Linked DNA regions of Mus musculus: regions 1, 2, 3, 5, 6 and 7 are each linked to region 4. The links are chromatin contacts, called in public HiChIP or PLAC-seq and promoter capture Hi-C maps. All regions are on one chromosome and are shown on one strand. The core of a region is the stretch at or near the end of the contact, and the rest is flanking DNA. Distances in the headings are between cores, read along the strand shown.

Region 1 (2,700 bases), core at 128-2,627, 1.6 Mb before region 4:
GGGAATTGAACTTGGGGCCTCTGGAAGAGCAATCGGTGATCTTAATAGACTAAGCTCTCTCTCCAGCCCTGTGATATCTTCTTGAACAATGGTGACTTTATCCTGTTTTGTCATCTCTCATGTGACTTCCCAACAGCACAAACTCAAATGCTGTATTACCACTACCACGTAAGCGGATTATGGACCTAGATTTTTAGCCAGTGTCTCTGCTGGCACCATCTTCCTGTGACAAACCATTCAGTGATCTATCTCTTAATTTAACTTCTGGAAACCCTGCTTTCTCAACCTCAGAGTCAACAGTGCAACCCCCAAGCCACACCCTATTCCAGATGTGAACACTGTCACCTCATACACCGTTTTACTCAGTCCCTACTTTCTGGGCTTGCCTGTCCCCGCCTAAGTGTCTGCACTAAATCCTTTGGACGTGCTGGCTTTATGTCACTCTTCCTTGTTTCCAAGTGTTCTTCAAATTGTAACCTTGTCTGTCTTTTTCTCTGGTATTCAAAACTCTGGCAATCTATAAAACAGAAGCCAGCACTTGCCTTCTTCAGTATTTATGTGTCCTGGTCTTGTTGCTCCCAAGAGAGTAGAGTAGAGCAAGCTCACATGGCCCTTCAGGTGTATATATATTCATTTCATGCTTTGAGGTCCGTTTTACTTTGGACTCTGGAAATGTCCCCCACTGCCTGGAAGATGACATCCTTGCCTAGGATCCAGCTGCCGAATTTCCCCTCTGCCTTAATTCTATTTCCAGCCCCAGTGGGCCAGTCTCTTCCTCAGCCCTCCATCTTTCTTCCTGACCTCACAGTGACTAGGCCACAGAAGAGCAATACACAGTAACGACTACTAATATTTATTTAGGTTAACAGTGTGTGTGTGTGTGTGTGTGTGTGTGTGTGTGTGTGTGGACTGCTGCAAGCAATTTCTCTCATTTAATCGTCCCCAAACAAACAAAACAAACAAAACAAAACAAAGAGAGGCACCCTCCCCTCCCTTTAGGTCTGAGGTGGGTAAATGTTTTTTAGAAGGAAGCCTCAGAGAGCCCCGGCTACTTCCATGGAAACAAAGGCTGTTTTCAAACACCGTTAAGAAACTGTTTCTATCTTGGGCTTTCAATGACCCGGATTGTACATGTGTGGAGCCGGGAAGAAAGAAAGGAAAGAGGGATAAAAAAAAAAGTGCCACGGGAAGCTCTTCGTTTAATGCATTGGTTAATTAATCAATTAATTTTGGGTTATGCACAGGCACTTTCTTCTCCGAAATGTGGAAAAAGCGGGGCTTTGTGTGTGTCCCGGGAGCTCTCTGAAGCTGGAAGGTGCCACACAGGCCTCCGGCTTGGCTTCCCCTTTTCTCCCCAAGGCCCATCCTTAGGTATTTCAGTGTTGAATAAACAGGCCTGGAGTTGTGTGCCCAGTTCAGGACACCCTGCTGCGAGCATGTCCTTAATACCAACAATGCCACGCTTTTATTCCAAACTGACCCCACTGACCCCCAAAAGTTTGTTCCCTCAACTGGGTCTCCTTGGCCCTTTCATTCCCCTGAATTCCCTACACAAAGCCCTTGTCACATCCACAGTCCTCTCGAAACTAAACTGGGATGGGAAGAGAGGGGGAGTGGAAAAGAAGTTGAAAATAGCCAAACCTTGATCCTCCACCTAAAAGAGACTGAAGACATTAGCATGTTAAACCGTCTGCGCGGCTCGGCTTCCTCACCCACCCCCACCCTCACTGGAGCGCATTCTTTTCGAAAATCCTGAGAATTGGGGCCCAAGTCTCCGTCTGAAGGAGCGACAGGTCAGTGCAGATAAGAGACCCCACTGCGACAAAAGCTCTCCTTTACATCCGTGATTGTCGCAAGTTTCGAGGAAAACATTTACATTCCGAAAGGAAGGCTCTGGTTTTCAGTAGAGGAAAAAAAGATACTTGGGGCGTCGGAGTCGCTTTCCGACCCCTCCCCCAGCTTGTTTGTTTATCTTTGATCTTCAGGGGCAGTATTTCAAGGAAGAACAGCATCACTAGCTATGGGGAAAAAATGTGTTTTCTGCTTGTTTTTTTTTTTCTTTTTTTCTTTTTAATCTTTTAATTATCCAGTTCCTCTCTGCCACACACCCACCATGCGTGGAAAGTGCCGGCAACGCTGAGATGGAGCGACTTCAAAAAGGACTCTGACCTCCGTGGCCTGTTCCTTGCTTTCTGTTTTACTTTCTTCTGGCTCAGTGCAATGAGAGTCCGCCAGTACGAGAAAAGCAGAATACAGTTAAGTTTTTCCTCGAGTCTCAAGGAGTTCAACGCATGCATTATCTCGTTTGCTTCGATAGATTTATTTTAATCTCCCATCATGCATTAGCTCCTACAACCCTTTGACGCCAAGAGTCGCCTCTGAAGACATACAGTGACAATGAGAAGCCTTGTGATGTTTTGAGGATTCATGGGGATATTATGAATTGAAGACATCCCAGTTGGCAGGAAATTCACATGGATTTAACTATTTTAAAGAGAACAAGCGACAGGCAATTAGCATATTCACAACATTGTCAAACAGTGTTCTATTTAGTTCCAAAATATTTTCACCACCTCCAAATAAAATTATAGAACCATCAAAGAGTTGATCCTCACTGCTTCTTGTACCAGTTCCATGGCTTTAACAGTCCAGGACATTTCACAAGAGTGGCACCGGGCCTCTTCCTGTCCTGATTCACTG
Region 2 (2,700 bases), core at 136-2,635, 1.5 Mb before region 4:
ACCAAAGAAAGGCACTTTGCTAGTTTAGACAATTATAGACAAGACAACTGGTTTAATTTGCATTAATTGAGGACTGCGACTGTCGCACTGGTTTCAGCAGTGACAGATTAAGAATGATGTATGTGACAACCCACAGTCAAACACGTGATTGTATTTTGATGGGAAAACAAACAGCTTGGATGTTGTTTTAAAGCTATTTGCTTTGGGTCCTCGAAGTTGACTAGAATTTTCAAGCAGGCCTAATGCAGACTCTCTTCTCATCTTCTTGCTGTCTCTGGATTCCTTCTCTGGGTGGAGCATGGGATGTTGTGATGGCAGCTCCACCACTGTCCTGCTGCAGGGCAAAGCCGGACTGGGGCATAGTCCCACCAGCTGACTTTCTGTTTGTATTTATTCCATTAGTCCAGCTGACAATGCTCAAGGATAATTCTTCATATTGAAAGAATAGCCCTTCTTTCTTGTTCTGTTGGTTTTTTTGGTTTTAAATTAGAGCATACTCTACTTTTATTTGTTTATTTTTATTAGTTTAAATCTGTGAGGGGTACACCACCACCCGGGTTCTGTGTCTTTGCAGGCCTTTGCAGGAAGGCTTCTTCAGAATTTGGCATAAATCCTGTTACTGTTTCCAACCGGTTCAGTGGAGAAAGCCTTCCCTTTATTTCCATGAACCCCGAGAGAAGCACAGGAAGGTTAGGGATAATCGTTGAGGCTTCCCCTTACAAAGCTTGCAACATCTACCCATTGCACGGGTAGGCAAATAAAAACTTGTCGAGGCCTGGAAAGTTCTGATAGTTGCTGATGATAAAACTCGAGAGAATTCTCTAGCACCCTGGTAATGAGCTGAAGCCCAAGGCTAATAGCGTTTCCCTTTCGTTGGGAATTATGGGGAAGCTATCGTGACATTTGTATTACCCCAGAGAGATCTTCCACTAGAAAGCTGAGCTTTGAAGTAGTATTGGATTTGCTCCATTGAGTCTGAAAGGTTTGCCACTGGTTTTCGGGAGACTCACCCCAGCCAAAGCCAGGCCTCTGGGAGGCTTTATTCCTAGGCTCAAGTAAACAAACAGCCTCAAATGGCTGAGGCCACAAACAAAAGTCAAGGGGTGGGGGTGGGGTGGGGTCCGGGGCCACGGAGACATTCCCACATTCCAGTCTTTCCAGCTCTGGGGTCCTGTGTTCAGAGCATGAACCCTCCAGCCCTCGGCTCCCATCAGTATGCCTCTTTAAGTGGTGAGATTGTTGCTGGATAATTCTAAATGACCAACACACGCTAACAAAGCCGATGTGGGCAGAGGAGATAGAAAATGGGTGGTTGGGGCAGATCCACGAGGGCTCATTAATCTTCAGTAAATTAAAGCTCATCACCGCTCCGCCCCTCGACAGCTCTTTGTCTTGCTAATTCACATTAGGCCAAGCCTGGCTTCACGCTTTCAGGCTTTTCAGAGGTGAGGGCCTGTACAAAGCTGCAGATGTGGAAACCCGGAGAGACCTTTGCTCCGAACGCTGCCTGTTAACATTAGCGCGCTCCCTAGGCCCACAGAAGAACGTTACTGTGATTCTCTGGCTTCAGAAGACTTCCCAGGAAGCAACTTGGGAGTTTAAAGCAGCAGGAAGAGAGGTGGGGAAGATGCAGAGGTGCCAAGGCCCACCTCCGCTGCAAAAACTCAAAACAAAAGTAACATTAAACAATGCGTGGTTTTGTTCCTCAACACAGAAATGTAGCAATCCCCAGTGTTACAAAGATGGGGGAAATACAATCTTATCATATAGCTAGAACAGACATTTCTGACAGAAGTCTGGCTAAATAGCGATTGAAAATATGTATATTCTGTAACCCAGCTACTCCACTGTTGGAATTATTCTGCTGATGGAACGTTGTATAGATCCACAAATATATGTACTAGCATAGGTACTGAAAACCATCGTGACAGGAAAGAGGGGAGGAGTAATGTTTATGTGCATAAAAATAATACCTGTAAAGTTCAGAATTTCTGTAAAACAAAATGAAGCCCATCTTGGGACAGTTTGTAAAGCTATCCAGAAAGTAAGGCTGAAGTACTAGAGATTCCTTTGTAGCCAACATCCTGATGTGTTTTATAAAACCAAAGATATGTTTTGTGGAGCACGGTACGGTGTGGTGGGAGGGGGTTGACTCAGCAGGCCCATCCTGAGGCATCCCTCTGCAGTGGTAACAGCCAACAAAGAAGGGTGTAGTATAGAATAGAGTTTACTTAGGAACATGGGAAGGAGTGTTGAGAAGGAAGTAGAGGCAGAGATGGGACAGAGATGGGGACACACACATACACACAGAGAGAGAGAGAGACAGAGAGAGAGAGAGAGAGAGAGAGAGAGAGAGACAGAGAGAGAGAGAGGCAGAGAGAGAGAGAGAGAGAGAGAGAGGCAGAGAGAGAGAGAGAGAGAGAGAGAGAGAGAGAGAGAGAGAGAGAGAGAGAGAGAGAGAGAGAGAGACTGAATAGTCCTTTTATATGTGAGCCAGGCTGGTACCTGGTTGTTGCTAGGTAACTGCTGGGCGGAGCCTAGAGAAAATGTAAACAGATCATGCCCTTCAAATACCATAGTTATGCAAAACCCTTACCAAGGACAGTTTTCATAGACTCAGCCCCATCTAGTGCCCTGGCTGTGGAATGTGGGTGGGGGATGGGGAGGAGGCTTGTGGAGATGGCACCTGCTCTATTTCAC
Region 3 (2,713 bases), core at 164-2,663, 1.8 Mb before region 4:
TCAATCTCTCCTCCCTCTAGCAGGAAAAAAAAACCCAATAAACCTTGGTTAAATATTTGTCCTAGGAAGATACAGAATTGGCCCAGAAGCACGTGAATAGCCTTAGTCACCAGGAAAAGCTGGGATAGTAGGATGTTCCTTTACCAGGCTAGTTAGACTCTAAACTCTAACCACACACTTGGGTGAGGATGCAGGAGAACTGGATCCCTCACAGGCTACGACTGGGTATATAAACAGTGTGTCTACTTTGAGAATGTATTTGCAGTTCCTCAAAGGATTAAGGTTACTGTTTGTCCTAGCAGATCCTGTCCTCCTATAATCCCAAGAGAAACAAACTCAAAGTCTGTATCGAAACTTACACAAGGATGTTGTAACAGCTCCAGAATGGAAACAACCCAAATGACCATTGAGAAAGAGATGGTAAAATATGGTCTCCTCATGCCACAGAACACGTTTTATCTGTAAAAGGCTGTAATATATCATTACATGCTACCAAGTGGGTGAAGCTTCGACACATGATGTTAGATGAAAAGAGTCAGTCACAGAAGCCTGCCTACCATATGCTAGATTCTGTTTATAGTGAGGTTAAGAACAGGAGAACTGTATACACAAGAGTGGGCTAGTCATTGTGTAGGGCTGGGGGTGGGGCAAATAAGGATAAAGGGAGAATGGCAAAATGTTTCCTATCACGCAGAAGATGCTCTAAGCCTGGGGGTAGTGATGGTTCCACACTTCCTTTGTGAGACATACTAAAACGCAACGAATTTTGTGTGTGTGTGTGTGTGTGTGTGTGTGTGTGTGTGTGTGTGTGTGTGTGTGCAGTGACACCTGTGGGGTGTAAGCTCGCACTAATGTCATAGGAAGATGCAGCTGTGTGTTCAACTGTTCCTCGCCATCTCATTAAAAAAATAGAATGTCTGCTTTTTCTGTGGGTTTGATCATTGTTTTTTAAAGCTGTTTTTTTTTTTAATTTTACTTTATTTGTAAAGATTATGTATGTGTCTGGGTGTGGAGTCCTGCACACCTGTGCAGTGCCCACAGAGGCCAGGAGAGGGTGTTGGATCCCTTGGAGCTGGAATGACAGGCGTCGTTGTGAGCCACCTGATTCTGGTGCTGGAAAGCAAACTTGGATCTTCTGCAAGTGCCTCAAGTACTCTTGACCACGGAGCCGTCTCTCCAGCTCTCTGTTTATTTTGTTTTTTAAGGGAAGACATTCTTCTTTCTCCTGAAACAGCAGTAGGGAAGTTCAAACAGAACAGTGGAGATGAACAGTTAACATTTCTTTAGCAACAGAATCTTGGGTCCTCTCAGGGGATTGCTTTATGACATTTTCTTTCCGTCCTGAGCATTTCGGAGAATTCCTTTGACCTTAGGAATTTACAGCAGGGCAGCTTTGATTAGAAACTGCCCTTTTAGTGGCTGCATTCCACTGTGCTTGGGATTCTGGGAGCAACAGTCCACAGAATGGCGAGCACACCCAGCTGTTGAGAGCACACTTCCTATCTAGAAGCGTTGAAATTTGTTTACCTCTTTTCTCTTTTTCCTCCAAGGATGTGTGTGTGTGTGGCTTAATTCTTTGCTTAGCTTTTCTGCATTTCAGCATAGCTTATTTGCAGCATTGTCTGCTGTTCACAGACTAAAAAAATTCCTGTAGGAGATATCAGAAGAAACAATTGGGCTAACTATTGTTTAGTGGGGTTTGGGTTTTTTTGTTTCTTTGTTTTCTGATTGGCTGGACCTCATGTCCTGGAGGCCTTCATCTTCCCCTCTTTCTGCCCTCATGATTTAAAGCGAGGTTTTGTTTTGGTTCGTTCTTGCTTTGTTTTCTGTTTCTCATCCATATTTTCAGCATAGTTTTTAGGTAAATGGGGCTTCGCACAGGACTTTCCATTTTGAAGACAGATAGAGATATAAACGAAGGGGCAGCTGGGGGCAGTGAGTACGGCTGGTTTTCTTGAAGGTTTGATAGGATCTGGTGCTGAGTAGTTATCAAGCAGACGCTGGTACCCCAGTGCTTTCTCAAATCCTTGTCTCCTCATCTGTGTCCTGTTTAAGCATCTGAATTCTTGACATGTCTTAAAACGTATGTGTTTCAGAGGAAGTACCATCTTTCATCTGTATCTCCAAGTTTGTTTTCATGGAGTGTTGGAGACAGCTGTAACAGTCATCTTAATTTCCTGTTTCAATTTTCTTTCTTCTTCTTAATCGTGTGCACTTGTGCCTTCTCATCTTTAATTTTTCTCCACACTAGGCCTGGTAGTGTTTTATTTCTCTTATTTGATAGGAAAACATTATTTTTGATCATTTCTGCAGTTTTAGCTAATACACAGGCACTCTGCATCTCATGCTTTCCTCACTTTATGGTTATCTCCCTGATCTGTCCTCTGATCTGTGGTATTTTTCGCTTTATACAATATATTCAGGAATGTAATGAATAGCATGATATAGTCATTAGATTAAGAATTTCTTGCTTCCCCGATGACTCGTATGCTTCAGAATGCAGTGTGGCTCTGTCTGTCTTAGCGCATGTTCTCTGCACATCTATACCCTGTACCTTATCATTGGCATCTCTGAAGACGGTTCCTTCATCTAAGCTTTTAAACAGTTAACATCTTGTGATGTCCCTGCTTTGACACGAACTACATACTTTTTTACTGCGAATACTTCTTCGGTGTCTTGACCATGTTATCTTTTTATTATTTCTGTCTGTTAT
Region 4 (2,700 bases), core at 113-2,612:
AAAAAAAAGTGTGTGTGTCTTCCTGCCCATCCACCCAAGTTGGGAAAGGGTCTCATGTAGCCCCAGGTTCACCTCCAACTCACTATCTTGATTGTCCAGCTCCAGCCTCAGAGCCACCTGACAGTCCAGCCTCAGACATCTGACAGTCTCCCTGAATACTTGTTTAAATACATTTCCTGCAGGTGGCAACATTTTCTTCTCCATAAATTTCTATTATTTATTCTGCGTATCTCTTTAGTGCCACTCAAAGCACCGACCATCAAAGGGCCTTTAGCCAACCAAGCATGCCAAATACGACTCTGGCAGGCCTTGGCTTCACCGCCATACCCTCCATCTTGCTAAAAATCATTAGATTACATCCATAAAGCTAGACACCAAGGTCTATTCCCTTATTTGACCATTTTCTCCTCTTGAGGCTGACCACTAAGGTCCAGCTAACAAAGCACTGAAGTCCAGCCCCTTGAAAAGCCCCCTTTGGCTTATGTAATTAATATACACAATCAAAACAAACCAACTTATCCTAACATCGGATTTTTTTTTTAACCTTTATGAACTGTTATTTGCCTATGGGTCGGTCTCCTCCCTATCCAGAGGCAGCCCTTCGTGTTTCGGGTGCAAATACTCCTCTCTCCTCTCTCTTGACCCTTTTCTCTTCGTCCTAGTCTCTATCTTCTTTCTTTGTCTCTTATTCACTGCCTTTTGTCTCTCTGGGGAAAATAAATCTCCTTTGTTCTGAGAACTTGGTCTTGGGGTGTCCTAAGTCGACTTTCGAGGTCCCCACAGCCATGTTAATTCTAAATATCTCCCAAAGATAAGCACTGTTAAACTATTTCCGTCTTGAAGTAAGGAATGCAAGGCAGAGAGGACCGGCTCATAACAGCAATAAGACGCAACACTACGAAGTTTACTTAGTCTTTTCATCTCTATTCTCACGCCAAAACAAAGAATATCATCTGAAATGTGTTCTTATGGTGGAAATCAAATTAGCCAGATCTATCTCCCATGAGATCGTCACCATCATCATAAGCAAGAACAATGCAAACTTGGAATACTTTTGTCGAAGGGCAGAGCTCCTGACAGAAGACGATGAACCTGAAAAAGACTCAGTCCTTTCCCAGTAATGCCTTTCGAGTACTTGCACTCTCAGAAGTCCCGCTTCCGCCAAGTGACAGTAACCGGAAAACGTCAACAGGGAAAGCCGGAACCGGTGAGGGGGGCGGGGCCTCCGGCGACGCTCTAGCTTTCGCTTACTCTACGTCCACCTTGATTGACAGACTCCGAGCTCCAAGGCTCGTTACGATTGGATGCGGAGCTTTGGATGGGCGGGCAGCTAGCGCGGCGGCGCGCTGATTGGTCAGTTCCGCCATGCGGTGGAGGGGCGGTGCTTGTGGCGGCGTGAGGGGTCTGGCTGCCTTGTCAGCCTGGTGTGGTCGGGTGCATGTGGGCGCTCCGCTCACTGTTGCGTCCCCTTGGCCTGCGCACCATGTCGCAGGGTTCGGCTCGTCGGCCGCGGCCATCCAAAGACCCACTGCGACACCTGCGTACGCGGGAGAAGCGCGGCCCGGGTCCCGGGGGCCCGAACACCGTGTACCTGCAGGTGGTGGCGGCGGGCGGCCGGGACGCGGGGGCTGCTCTCTATGTCTTCTCGGAATACAACAGGTCAGAGTGGGCCGACAGCCCTGGGGGATTGGCCCCAGCGCCACGTGCTCGGGAGGCCTCCTGTCCAATCCTGTATATATCCCTTACCTCCCTTAGTCAGCATGGCTTTCAGGTATCCGGGCAAAACTTCCCGTGCCCCGACTCTCACCATCACCATCCCAAAGCGGGGGCCTCACCGTGAGTGTGTGGGCTAGACCGGTTTCATAAGTCGATGGGGAAAGACATCACTCCCCATTGATCTATACCAAACTACACTCTTCCGTCACTAACCAAAGAGGGCTCAAAACCTACTAGGCAGTATGAGAACCCTGTCATTTATGTCGCTGTATCTACAGTAAAGCATTTTACAGAGTATACTTGTAAGTACAGTAATGTTCCTCCTGTAGGTACCTTTTTAACTGCGGAGAAGGCGTCCAACGACTTATGCAGGAACACAAGTGAGTCAACTCCTGGCTTCTGGGGTGGAGATGATTATGGGCTTGAAAGCTGAGGTGAGAGGCAGATGAGACTTCTCAGCAGACACGGTCTCTGGTCGTCTTTGTTTCATCTGGCTGAAATGTATGTTTTTTTCTTAGACTGAAAGTCGCTCGCTTGGACAACATCTTTCTGACTCGGATGCATTGGTCAAATGTTGGGGGGTTGTGTGGTGAGTATGTGTTTGGAGGTCAGGGGCCGGTGGGAAGTTTCTGGGGGCTTAACATGGCTTGCAGCTCATTTGTTCATCTTCCTAGCCCAGGGGAGATAGAATTCCTGGTACACTAGCTTAGTCAGCTTGAGTAGGGGGTGTGAAAACCTAGACTCGGAAAAGTAGGCCTTGATATGGTTACAACCTCCACCTGGACCACAGATTTAACAACAGAGTGCTGTGGTGGGTGCTGATCAGACTCTGCAGCTGGATTCAGACACATACTGTCATCCAGACTGTGTGGCTGCCAGATTTTGAAAGCATAGTAGTATGGGCAGAGGAGAGAATGAGGTAGTGGACTGTGCCCTCCTCCCCCTTGCATAGCAGACCCTGCTCTGATGCATGGTTAGATCAAT
Region 5 (2,700 bases), core at 181-2,680, 2.0 Mb before region 4:
TTGTGGAGGGTCTTCCATGCTTTCTTACAGTATTTTACTGGATAAGAATTAGAAATCTCAGGGCAAGCTTAGCAAAGTATACTTAGAATCTTCACTACAGTCAGGCATTGCAAACTACATCACATATTAGAAGAAAGTTGGTGAATTCTTCTGACAAATGGAGATTCCCTACAGATACTTAAGAACAGCCAAGTTACTCTCATATGCAAGAATTTACCAAAGCCTAGGAAAAAGGGGGGCTGTGGTATTGCATTATTCAGGATAAGGTCTGCTCCAGCAGAATGCCCCTGGTGCTAGCTTTCACAAGGCTCAAAGAAGTAGCATAAATTGTGACTAGGGTGTGAAATCCTTACCTGACATTAGCTGACTCTACCCAGGGCTGTTTTATCTTTACTGTAAACATTGCCTGGTTCCTGCCAGTCCTTTGAAGTCATTCCTCTGTTTTGTGTCAGATACTTCAATGTACCTTGCCTGTTGTGATACCCTACTCCTTTGTTTTCTGTATTATATAAAACTGATGCTAACTTTGACAAAATTACATCCAGATACAGCACTCCCTGGTGTCCTGTCTGTTTGTTACCCCCCTTCTCGCCAACTCCTTGCCCACCTGTAACCAGAACCCCGAAATTTCTTCCGCAGGTGGAGGGAGGTGGATTGGGGCTGGCCCACAGCAGAAGATTTCCCACAGATTGAGGGGGGCCGACTGAGCCCAGTCCGTGGCACCTGTGTATACTAAGCAAATGCTTTGCCTGACCCTTTTGTTTTTTCATTTTTATTCTCCCCTTATTGTTTTGCTCATTAACATAATCGTCTTTTTTGACCTTGGCTTGAAGGTGATATCTACTTCTGATTCTGATCCCTGATTTGCCTGACAAAATGGGAACAAATCATGGCTGCAAACCCCCACCACAGTGGCCAAAGTCATGCCAGTCACTTGGCTTTCCTTGTCACCGTGGACCCTATCTACTAGAGCTGTGCACCTGAATAAAGCTTTCCTCTCTAATTGCTTCTGTTGGGTAATTTGTTACACTGAGGAGAAAAGAAACACAGAAAGTAACAACCTTCTTCCAGCCCTCAGTTGTCCCAGGCCACATCGCTGCGTAGGTATGATAGGAAGGGCCAAAATTTGAGCTTTCCAGCTTAGTAGTTTCAAAATACTATCTTTAAAATAGGAAGGAAGGAAGAAGAAAGGCAGAAAACGCAAATCAGAAGAAAGAACGTTCACCTTCATTTTCTTGGTGATTGGCTGCTCAGGGTACACTGGATAGGCTGTGGGGCCACCCTGTGGCCCAAGCTAGAGCCTATCCACTTCCTTTAGCTCTTCTGCATTGTCCAGGCTTCCTGTGGCCCTTGTGTACAGTGGGAGGTTGGTATGAGGTTAATGTTTGGAGTGGGTGAGTGTAGGAAACAAAAGCAGATCTTTACACATTTGTCCTTCTCTGCTTCTTTCTAATAGAATCTTGAAGTGTCCACGGAAACAGGCTCCCATTGTGTGTCTCTGACCAGGGCCTTCTGAGCTGCTTTGAGAGATCCGGGAAGTAAAACTTGGCTCCTTGGAGAAGCAACTACAAGAGAGCCTGACTCTCGGGGACCCTTTCCTGGGAGTCATTTGAGTCATGTATTGGATACCTGTTCCCCTCCTCCAAACATCTCTGTGTTTGAATTCTGATACCACAGGCACTACAGGTGCTTAAACTTTGTTTCTTGTCCAAGATGTGCCCAGTCAGCTCCAAACAACCAGTGGCAATGCACAGATCCTGGACCCTTGCCTCCTATTTTTAGAGACCATGCTGACATTCAAGGAAGGGTGGCTGTGAGCCTGGGAGCTCTTCCATTTGGGTGAATGAGCTATGAGTCCTGTTCAGAGGAGAAGAAAGTCACCTGCCCTCATCCCAGTGCCACCTCAGCATCCTCCCTGGGAGTTCAAGTGTCAATCACAGCTCCCAAGCATCTGCAGGACCTGCACCAGGAGCAAGCCTCTTGGCCTGTGGAATATCTTCAGGGGTTGTTGGTGTTTGCCTTCCTCGGTGGAGCAGCTGGAGGATCTTGGCTCCACCCACACACGCCCACCAGGGCATGGCTCCTGTCACCTGATATCTGCATCACAGGCCAGAGGCAATGAGAATTATGGCTGCGTTTACTGAGTAGCAGACACGGCTGTGGACCATGTGTATTACATCACAGACTCCGTGAGGCGGCTGTTTATATTATCCCCATTTTTATCACAGCCATGTGTAGGGATTCAGTGAGTCTAAAAAAGGTCTTTAGCTCACTGTAAAATCTCAAGAGTGTTGGCAATTGCACACATCAATCAGGGACATTATGTTAGTAGTTTAAAATTACCCACTCACTAGTGGAGTAGTCGCACTTCAGAAACTGGCCATCACTGCAGTTCAGGTGTTTGTGTGCATGTGTGCATGTGTGGGTGTTTTGTGCCCTCCTCACTTTTATAAAAATAAATTAAAATTGGCCTCTCTATTAAAATCAATGTACTTAAAGAGGAGACCCTTCCAAAACTCTTTGATAGAGGAGACATCTTTTTCTGTAGCTTGCTGTCACCATATGGATCATAAAATCCAAGGAGAGAAGAGTGGGCTGTGCCTGCAACAACCTTGGCAGGGAGGCAGGAATTGCAATGATGGACAAGAGGGCCGAAGAATGCTAAGGTGCTGCCTAGCAAGCCAGTGGGGTTTGGTATCC
Region 6 (2,700 bases), core at 167-2,666, 1.4 Mb before region 4:
GTTGAGTTTCTGCCCTAAGTTCTCTCCAAGATGGAAGGTGACATGTAGTTATATGCTGAGTCATAGCTTTCACCATTCCTTCTAATTTAGATCATTTGTGGGGTTTTTTTTTGTACTGCTTTATATCCTGGTTATGCTTGTGGATACCACGTTGCATGCATCTGTCAGCATTCATAAAAGTGTCTATTTTCAAAAGGCAAACTTACACAAGAAGAAGTTATATTAGTTATATTATACTTGCTTTTTATCCCCAAAATGCAGTTAACTGTAACACCCTGGGCACATGACCAATGGTATTAAAATGTGGTCAGATAAGAACCACCAGACATTGTTGTTATGGCCATTCCTGATTGGGGAGTGCAAAAATTAAGAATTGTGGGGTGTTAAGTAGCCTTTTGGGGGTAGGGAGAGGGAGGAGGCTGCAGACTAGATCAGCAGGAGAATTGTTGGTGGGGTTTAAACTAACCCTGTTCCAGCTAATATGGGCACACATCAGTCAATAAAACCATTCATTCACTAGTGTTCCTTAGGGTGCAGTTTATCAGCAAGTGGAGCCCTGGGCTCTGTACACCTCAGGTGCTCAATAAATTCTTTTCCTTGATTTGCCAGTAAAATATTCTGAGATCACTATTATACATCACAGGCGTATTAAACCCTTCAGCTGAGTCCTGCTGAAGTAGAAAGCCTCATGAGCTCACTCTGTCTCTGCGCTGCGCCACAGCAGCATAGCGGGAGGACTTGGAACACAAAGCCCAGATTGTCCTAACCATGTCAGTGGTTAGCTATGTCCATCGTGTCTCATTGGAGAGCCCCCCTTTCCCTGTCCAATGGGGATGTTCTTTATTCTCAGCAATAGAGCGACTTGTGTATCGTATAAAATCATTTACACAGGAGAGCTGCCCGGCCCCAGAAGTCTGCTTTGATAGGACACTGGGCTCCTTCCACACTCCTCTGGCTTATTCAGTTATGTGTTCTACCATGTTTAGATCAACGAGCTCATCCTGGTGCCTCCTCTGAAGCTAAGGAGGTGCCACCTAGAGCGTTCCCTAACTGTGACTTGGATGGATGAAGTAAGAAAGATGCCAGAGAGTCTGTAGAAAGAAAGGAAGCTTGCAGATTCTCAAGTTCAATGAGGCTTTAGGAGGCTGGAAGTCTCTACAAATAATGGCCTGCTTAGAAGAATATCAATGATTCTGGAGCCAGCTCTGACCATTTTTAGCCATCCCAGAAGCACATGCATTTAACTCCGTCTCCCCCTCACCTCTCAAGCCCAGCCTCTTGAATCTGTTATGACACAAATGGAATTACCTGGAAGGTCTGACCAGGGTCAGCCCCCAGAGCAAAGGGTGGCAGGTGCAGCTGGCTCTATTCACAGCCCTAGGGACTTGATGTATGCAAATGTTGAGGCCAATAGGCCTGGAACAATGGAGTGCCTTAATCCCCCCAGGCAAGGGGAGGAGGAGAGCCCTCATCCACACCTCACCCGTGTAAACTATGTAAAAGCAAAACTCACCCTAGCATCTACAGAATGGAGGCCTCTTTGAACACACCAGGATCCCTTTTCTTCAAAAAGAAAAGGAGGAAGAGGCTACACCTGCCTGGAGGACAGCCCACACTCACTAGGAAGAGGCCTTACCTAGCCTGAAGTTGCAGAGGCTATAGGGAATATTCAGGGGTGTTCTGCTAATTGGCGAAAGCCCTCAGGCATGATGGGGGTTAGTAAGGCTTCATTTGGCTGTCATGGAAGCACATTAGGACTGAGCGTCTGCTAGCCACCTTTCATTATTGAGTTGACTTGGCACAGACAAGCAGAGGAGCAGAGTCCCAGTTTTTTCTTTGTGGCTCTGAGATCAGAGAAAATCACCCTCTGCTTAGTGGCTAAGTGTTTCTGACCCCTCCTGGTCTAAGTGCAAGGAAGGCGGCTTCTATCTGCTCAAAACCTTTGACATCCTCCACCCCGGGGATCACCCTTTATCCACCTGTTTGCCCTTTAAATGAACCATCCAAACTGGCCACTTCCATGCATCAAGGGCAGAGATGGGTAGCACCCTGGACCTGATGGCCCAACAGTTCATTTGCCCCCTTCCCAGCTCATCTCTCTGTACAGCCACCAAGACTTCAGGTACTTACATTATACTTTGTGGGGAGAAAAAGTGACTTGCAGCAGGTAGGCAGGCAGGTGAGGGGAGTCTACATCCATCAAGCCATGGCTGTATTTTCACACCTCTCTCTCTCATCTATCACCATCATGATCACCGTTTTGGCTCCAGATGAACAATGTTCTCTTCATACTTTCCTTTGTTTCTGTGCCTCAAATTTCTTTGTATTAATTCCTCTTTGGGTGTAGATAGCCCCTTCTGAAATGGGAAGGAGTAGTGTCAGGAGAGCAGAGGCGCCCCACCGCCAGGTCTGCTCTGCTACCTTCAATAGTACAGTATGGCTTTGTTTCACCAACCCCTCTGGATTTCAGGCGAGTGTTCTCTGGGCCTTTTATGCACCAGCACAGAGACAACCTTCTCTACACAGTAGAATTTGAACCATGCCTTCCTATCTACTTGACTGAGAAACTTTCCCATGCTCTTTGTCAGACTTTCACCTCTCATGTCTGGTGAGAAGGCTTGTTTCTCATTACTGCTGTCCTAACCTTTTAGAGGGCAGCTGTCTGTGTACTTGGTCCCGGATAGTGACTCTCTTCTGAGT
Region 7 (2,818 bases), core at 51-2,550, 1.8 Mb before region 4:
CGACAGGAGCACTAGTTGATTAGGTGTGGACCGAGTGCAGAGCTCTGGCTTCAACCTCTGCCATGCATCTCCTCTCAGCCTCCTGTGTGCCAAGCACAGGTACGACACCTGGCATTGGCAGGGAACTGAATAAAAATGTCACACATACTCTTTATTTTTAATCCGATGAGAAATTTTAAAAGATCATTGTCTGAAGAATGCTTCAAGTTTATTTTTTTATGTAATGAGCAAGCATATACAATTAGCTCAAGTAGCGGCTACTGTCAAAAAACAAAATAATATGGAACTATCTGAGTCTCCCAGGGCTTTATGACTCACTGCTCTTAACAGGTAGGGAGGGTGTGGATATGCAGGTAGAGACTTTAACACACGGGCTCCTTGCTCAGTCAGCCAATACAGGTGACCTGATGGTTAGTTGGGCACATCTCCAAGAAGAGCTGGCTAGCCTCTCCCTTCTTAACTCTGGGCGGCCACACTCAAGTGCCTATGAATCAGCTAGTTTCTCTGGCTGCTCTTCCTGCACCTCAGATGGCCACTTCTCTCACCCCTACCCCCATGGCCAGGACTCCAGCCAAGGCTGGGAGCCAGGCCAGCTTGCCTCAGGCAAACTTCGCCTGGAGCTTATATGCAGTTGTAAAATCTGGTTTTGCCAAGCTTAGGAGGAGCCGGATCCTAGAGCCCCACCCCTCTGTCCGTCTGTCCGTCCATCCGTCCGTCAAGCTTGGATTTTCCTCCCCTCCCTTCTCTCTTGGATTGGGGTCCCAGCCTAGCCCTCTAGATATGTACCCCGAATCCCAGTAAACCAGCATACTTTCTAGGTACAAACAGGGATAGCGAGGATGGGTGTTTTAAAGACTAGCCCAGTTAAGACCCCAGCGCAGGTCAGGTGCGCCAAGACCTGAGGTCCTGGCTGCTAGTAGGAGAGGTGATCCAGCTACACAGTCCCCGAATGGGCACAGTTCACTTCAGTGTTCCCGAGAACCCAGCACTGCGCACTTGGGGAGTGAGGCAGGGAGGTGGGTACGAAATCTAGCAATCTTTATCCATGTGCGCTGAGGGGACAGGGGCGAAGGTGCAATGTATTGGTCAACAGGGCCCGAGTACCACAGATCTAGGGAAGGTGAGAGACGAGAAGCCCAGGGTCCTCCAGCTTTAAGTAAAAGTCGAGGTTTTGCAGAGATCTGGTTTTTCCGGGGGTGTCTTTAAGTCCAAGTAACTGTCTGGCAGTCGGCGCCCCGCCCGCCCGCCTGCCCCCTCTCCTCAGGGAGGCCCGCCCTCCCGCACACGCTGACCCTGGGACACACCCTTCTGCAGCGACGCAAATAGGGCGTAGTTCCCGTTAAAGGGGAACACCGGGAGCCTCCCACTGCCCCCTTGCTTTGCGCGCGCGCTGACCCGCAGCACAGCTGTCTTTGGGGACGCCAGCAACCCAGTGGACGCACCGGAGTTTGTGCCTGAGGCTAATCTGCTCTGAGATAGCTGTCCCTTTGAACTGAAAGTAAGTTGGTAGGGAAAGTGAAGAAGGTGGTGGTGGTGGGGGGCATAAAGCTGGGCATCATCTGGAAATGCTATGCCTAAAGCGGGGACGGGGCTCTGACCCTCCATAGGGCCGCCTTGTGACAAGAACGTGGAGACCCCTTCCTACATCCTAGCCTACCGGAGGGACACACCTAGGACTGCCTCTGCATCGTCCAGACCAGGGTGGTGGCGGTGTCTGGATAGAGGGTTGCTGGGGCGGCCTTGTGATTCTTTCCAGAGGATGTACTGTTAAAATACACGAGTCTCTGGTCCTTCGGGTTCTAGCCGCAGGCCCTATGGTGTTCTTGGTCTCTGCTACTTGAAGCCATCCAATGAAATTTGAATTTTCTGGAAATCATGGGGAAAATCTTGCTTATATCTTCAGTGCATTCCTGGCTTTTTGTCTTTGATGTGTTCCTTGGGAGGAAAATGGACGTGTCTGGGATAGAATACTTGTCAAAACTAATTTAGAAGTCTCCTTGGTCTAAGGTTCTATCCTTAACTGGTTCACTCAGCTGCAGCCAGATTTTCACGGCTGTACACATTCACTATCAGGTCACCCAAGTTTTAGCTCCCTAAAGTCTGAAGTGGAGGGGGAGGTAGGGTAGGAGATAGTATCTTCGGACCTTGGAAACACGTCTTGCCTGCTCTGACTTGCGAGAATTCTCAGACTCAATCAGCCTCTTTACGCACTGTCTCCTTCCCTCCAGTCAGCAGCAACCAAGGGATAGGGCCCCTGGCGCATCTATTCGGGATGGGGCTTTGGACAGGGGTCCGCAAGTGCGGCGGGCTCAGCCTAGCTCTCCTTGGGGCCGTCCAGGGGGTGCCTGTGGAGCTGGCGGGGCTGAAGGCTCTTCACCCCCCGGGGCGCAGGGAAGGCGCGGAACCCTGCGCGCGGGAAGCTCCGGAGCCGGGCAATCCTCCAGCCCGCCTGCTCTCCCGCTCCCCCAGCCGCCAGCATCTAGGCCGAGCCGGGGGCGGGGCGGCTGCTCTCCGCTGGCAAAAACGGGTGGAAACTTGGAGGCAAGTAACGGAACGCGGGGCGCGCTGGGGTCTGGGAAACCAGCCTCGGGTGGCGGGCGACCCCAGGCCTCTGGCTGTGAGCCTGGCGCCGCCCGCTGAGCCTCCAGTCTCGGGGGGAATCCACCCTGTGACTGGGTCAGGGACGTGGCCTCGGTAGCCTCCCAAGTCCCAAGGGCCCTGAAAGGCGCCCAGGCTGGGCGGAGGCTTGCTGTGGCCTCGGCTCATCGTTCAGGAAACTCCTCTCCTCCGCGCGCCTCCCGGGGTGATCGGGACGTGC

What was found. Promoter capture Hi-C pulls out the DNA fragments that hold promoters and counts their contacts. HiChIP or PLAC-seq counts read pairs in DNA pulled down with a chosen protein or histone mark.
Region 1: a promoter capture Hi-C map of embryonic stem cells shows a contact between it and region 4, with 7 times the contacts expected there. The contact joins the enhancer-like site here to the promoter of Elac2 in region 4. A contact is called at or near these places in 16 of 39 promoter capture datasets (the 3T3-L1 cell line, the C10 cell line, the HPC-7 cell line and 10 more), 2 of 15 datasets of contacts at CTCF or cohesin (the NIH/3T3 cell line and stem cell-derived epiblast-like cells), 83 of 484 Hi-C or Micro-C datasets (the 3T3-L1 cell line, the AtT-20 cell line, the C10 cell line and 47 more), 8 of 115 datasets of contacts at active chromatin or transcription factors (PVALB interneurons, astrocytes, bone marrow-derived dendritic cells and 4 more) and 2 of 9 other capture datasets (embryonic stem cells and liver).
Region 2: a promoter capture Hi-C map of embryonic stem cells shows a contact between it and region 4, with 6 times the contacts expected there. The contact joins the enhancer-like site here to the promoter of Elac2 in region 4. A contact is called at or near these places in 5 of 39 promoter capture datasets (cranial neural crest, embryonic stem cells, frontonasal cranial neural crest and 2 more), 4 of 115 datasets of contacts at active chromatin or transcription factors (embryonic stem cells and stem cell-derived neural progenitor cells) and 1 of 9 other capture datasets (embryonic stem cells).
Region 3: an H3K4me3 HiChIP or PLAC-seq map of pro-B cells shows a contact between it and region 4, with 17 times the contacts expected there. The contact joins the enhancer-like site here to the promoter of Elac2 in region 4. A contact is called at or near these places in 11 of 39 promoter capture datasets (the 3T3-L1 cell line, HPC-7-derived erythroid cells, cranial neural crest and 7 more) and 1 of 115 datasets of contacts at active chromatin or transcription factors (pro-B cells).
Region 5: a contact with region 4 is called in a promoter capture Hi-C map of 3T3-L1-derived adipocytes, with 7 times the contacts expected there. The contact joins the promoter of Cdrt4os1 here to the promoter of Elac2 in region 4. A contact is called at or near these places in 8 of 39 promoter capture datasets (the 3T3-L1 cell line, 3T3-L1-derived adipocytes, embryonic stem cells and 4 more) and 1 of 115 datasets of contacts at active chromatin or transcription factors (astrocytes).
Region 6: a promoter capture Hi-C map of stem cell-derived epiblast-like cells shows a contact between it and region 4, with 7 times the contacts expected there. The contact joins the enhancer-like site here to the promoter of Elac2 in region 4. A contact is called at or near these places in 7 of 39 promoter capture datasets (the 3T3-L1 cell line, cranial neural crest, embryonic stem cells and 2 more) and 1 of 115 datasets of contacts at active chromatin or transcription factors (astrocytes).
Region 7: a promoter capture Hi-C map of hippocampal neurons shows a contact between it and region 4, with 10 times the contacts expected there. The contact joins the promoter of Pmp22 here to the promoter of Elac2 in region 4. A contact is called at or near these places in 14 of 39 promoter capture datasets (the 3T3-L1 cell line, 3T3-L1-derived adipocytes, the SN4741 cell line and 8 more), 7 of 484 Hi-C or Micro-C datasets (the N1E-115 cell line, cortical neurons, embryonic fibroblasts and 3 more), 9 of 115 datasets of contacts at active chromatin or transcription factors (the NIH/3T3 cell line, astrocytes, embryonic forebrain and 6 more) and 2 of 9 other capture datasets (adipose tissue and embryonic stem cells).

Annotation. Positions count from the first base shown.
Region 1 is chr11:63,411,089-63,413,788 of GRCm38.p6, forward strand. No RefSeq gene overlaps it. Among named protein-coding and RNA genes, the nearest start is that of Gm40016, 52 kb to the right of the region's middle. Within about 2 kb of position 1,378, at least 45 of the 459 cell types and tissues checked have an H3K27ac peak or open chromatin away from gene starts, as enhancers often do. A contact at or near this core is called in differentiating embryonic stem cells, embryonic stem cells, stem cell-derived epiblast-like cells and 3 more, where this site is marked.
Region 2 is chr11:63,453,951-63,456,650 of GRCm38.p6, forward strand. All of the region lies in intron 2 of Gm40016 (a long non-coding RNA gene), which reads right to left. Among named protein-coding and RNA genes, the nearest start is that of Gm40016, 8.8 kb to the right of the region's middle. Within about 2 kb of position 1,386, at least 44 of the 459 cell types and tissues checked have an H3K27ac peak or open chromatin away from gene starts, as enhancers often do. A contact at or near this core is called in embryonic stem cells, stem cell-derived epiblast-like cells and stem cell-derived neural progenitor cells, where this site is marked.
Region 3 is chr11:63,167,683-63,170,395 of GRCm38.p6, forward strand. No RefSeq gene overlaps it. Among named protein-coding and RNA genes, the nearest start is that of Pmp22, 38 kb to the left of the region's middle. Within about 2 kb of position 1,414, at least 42 of the 459 cell types and tissues checked have an H3K27ac peak or open chromatin away from gene starts, as enhancers often do.
Region 4 is chr11:64,977,673-64,980,372 of GRCm38.p6, forward strand. Elac2 (elaC ribonuclease Z 2) reads left to right here and starts at 1,363. Exons shown (of 24, transcript NM_001362983.1): 1 at 1,363-1,659; 2 at 2,046-2,096; 3 at 2,235-2,305. The coding sequence starts at 1,439.
Region 5 is chr11:63,002,704-63,005,403 of GRCm38.p6, forward strand. It overlaps Cdrt4os1 (CMT1A duplicated region transcript 4, opposite strand 1), which reads right to left and starts at 1,431. Exons shown (of 3, transcript NR_126547.1): 1 at 1,226-1,431.
Region 6 is chr11:63,532,350-63,535,049 of GRCm38.p6, forward strand. No RefSeq gene overlaps it. Among named protein-coding and RNA genes, the nearest start is that of Gm40016, 70 kb to the left of the region's middle. Within about 2 kb of position 1,417, at least 18 of the 459 cell types and tissues checked have an H3K27ac peak or open chromatin away from gene starts, as enhancers often do. A contact at or near this core is called in stem cell-derived epiblast-like cells, where this site is marked.
Region 7 is chr11:63,130,157-63,132,974 of GRCm38.p6, forward strand. Pmp22 (peripheral myelin protein 22) reads left to right here and starts at 1,301. Exons shown (of 5, transcript NM_008885.3): 1 at 1,301-1,498.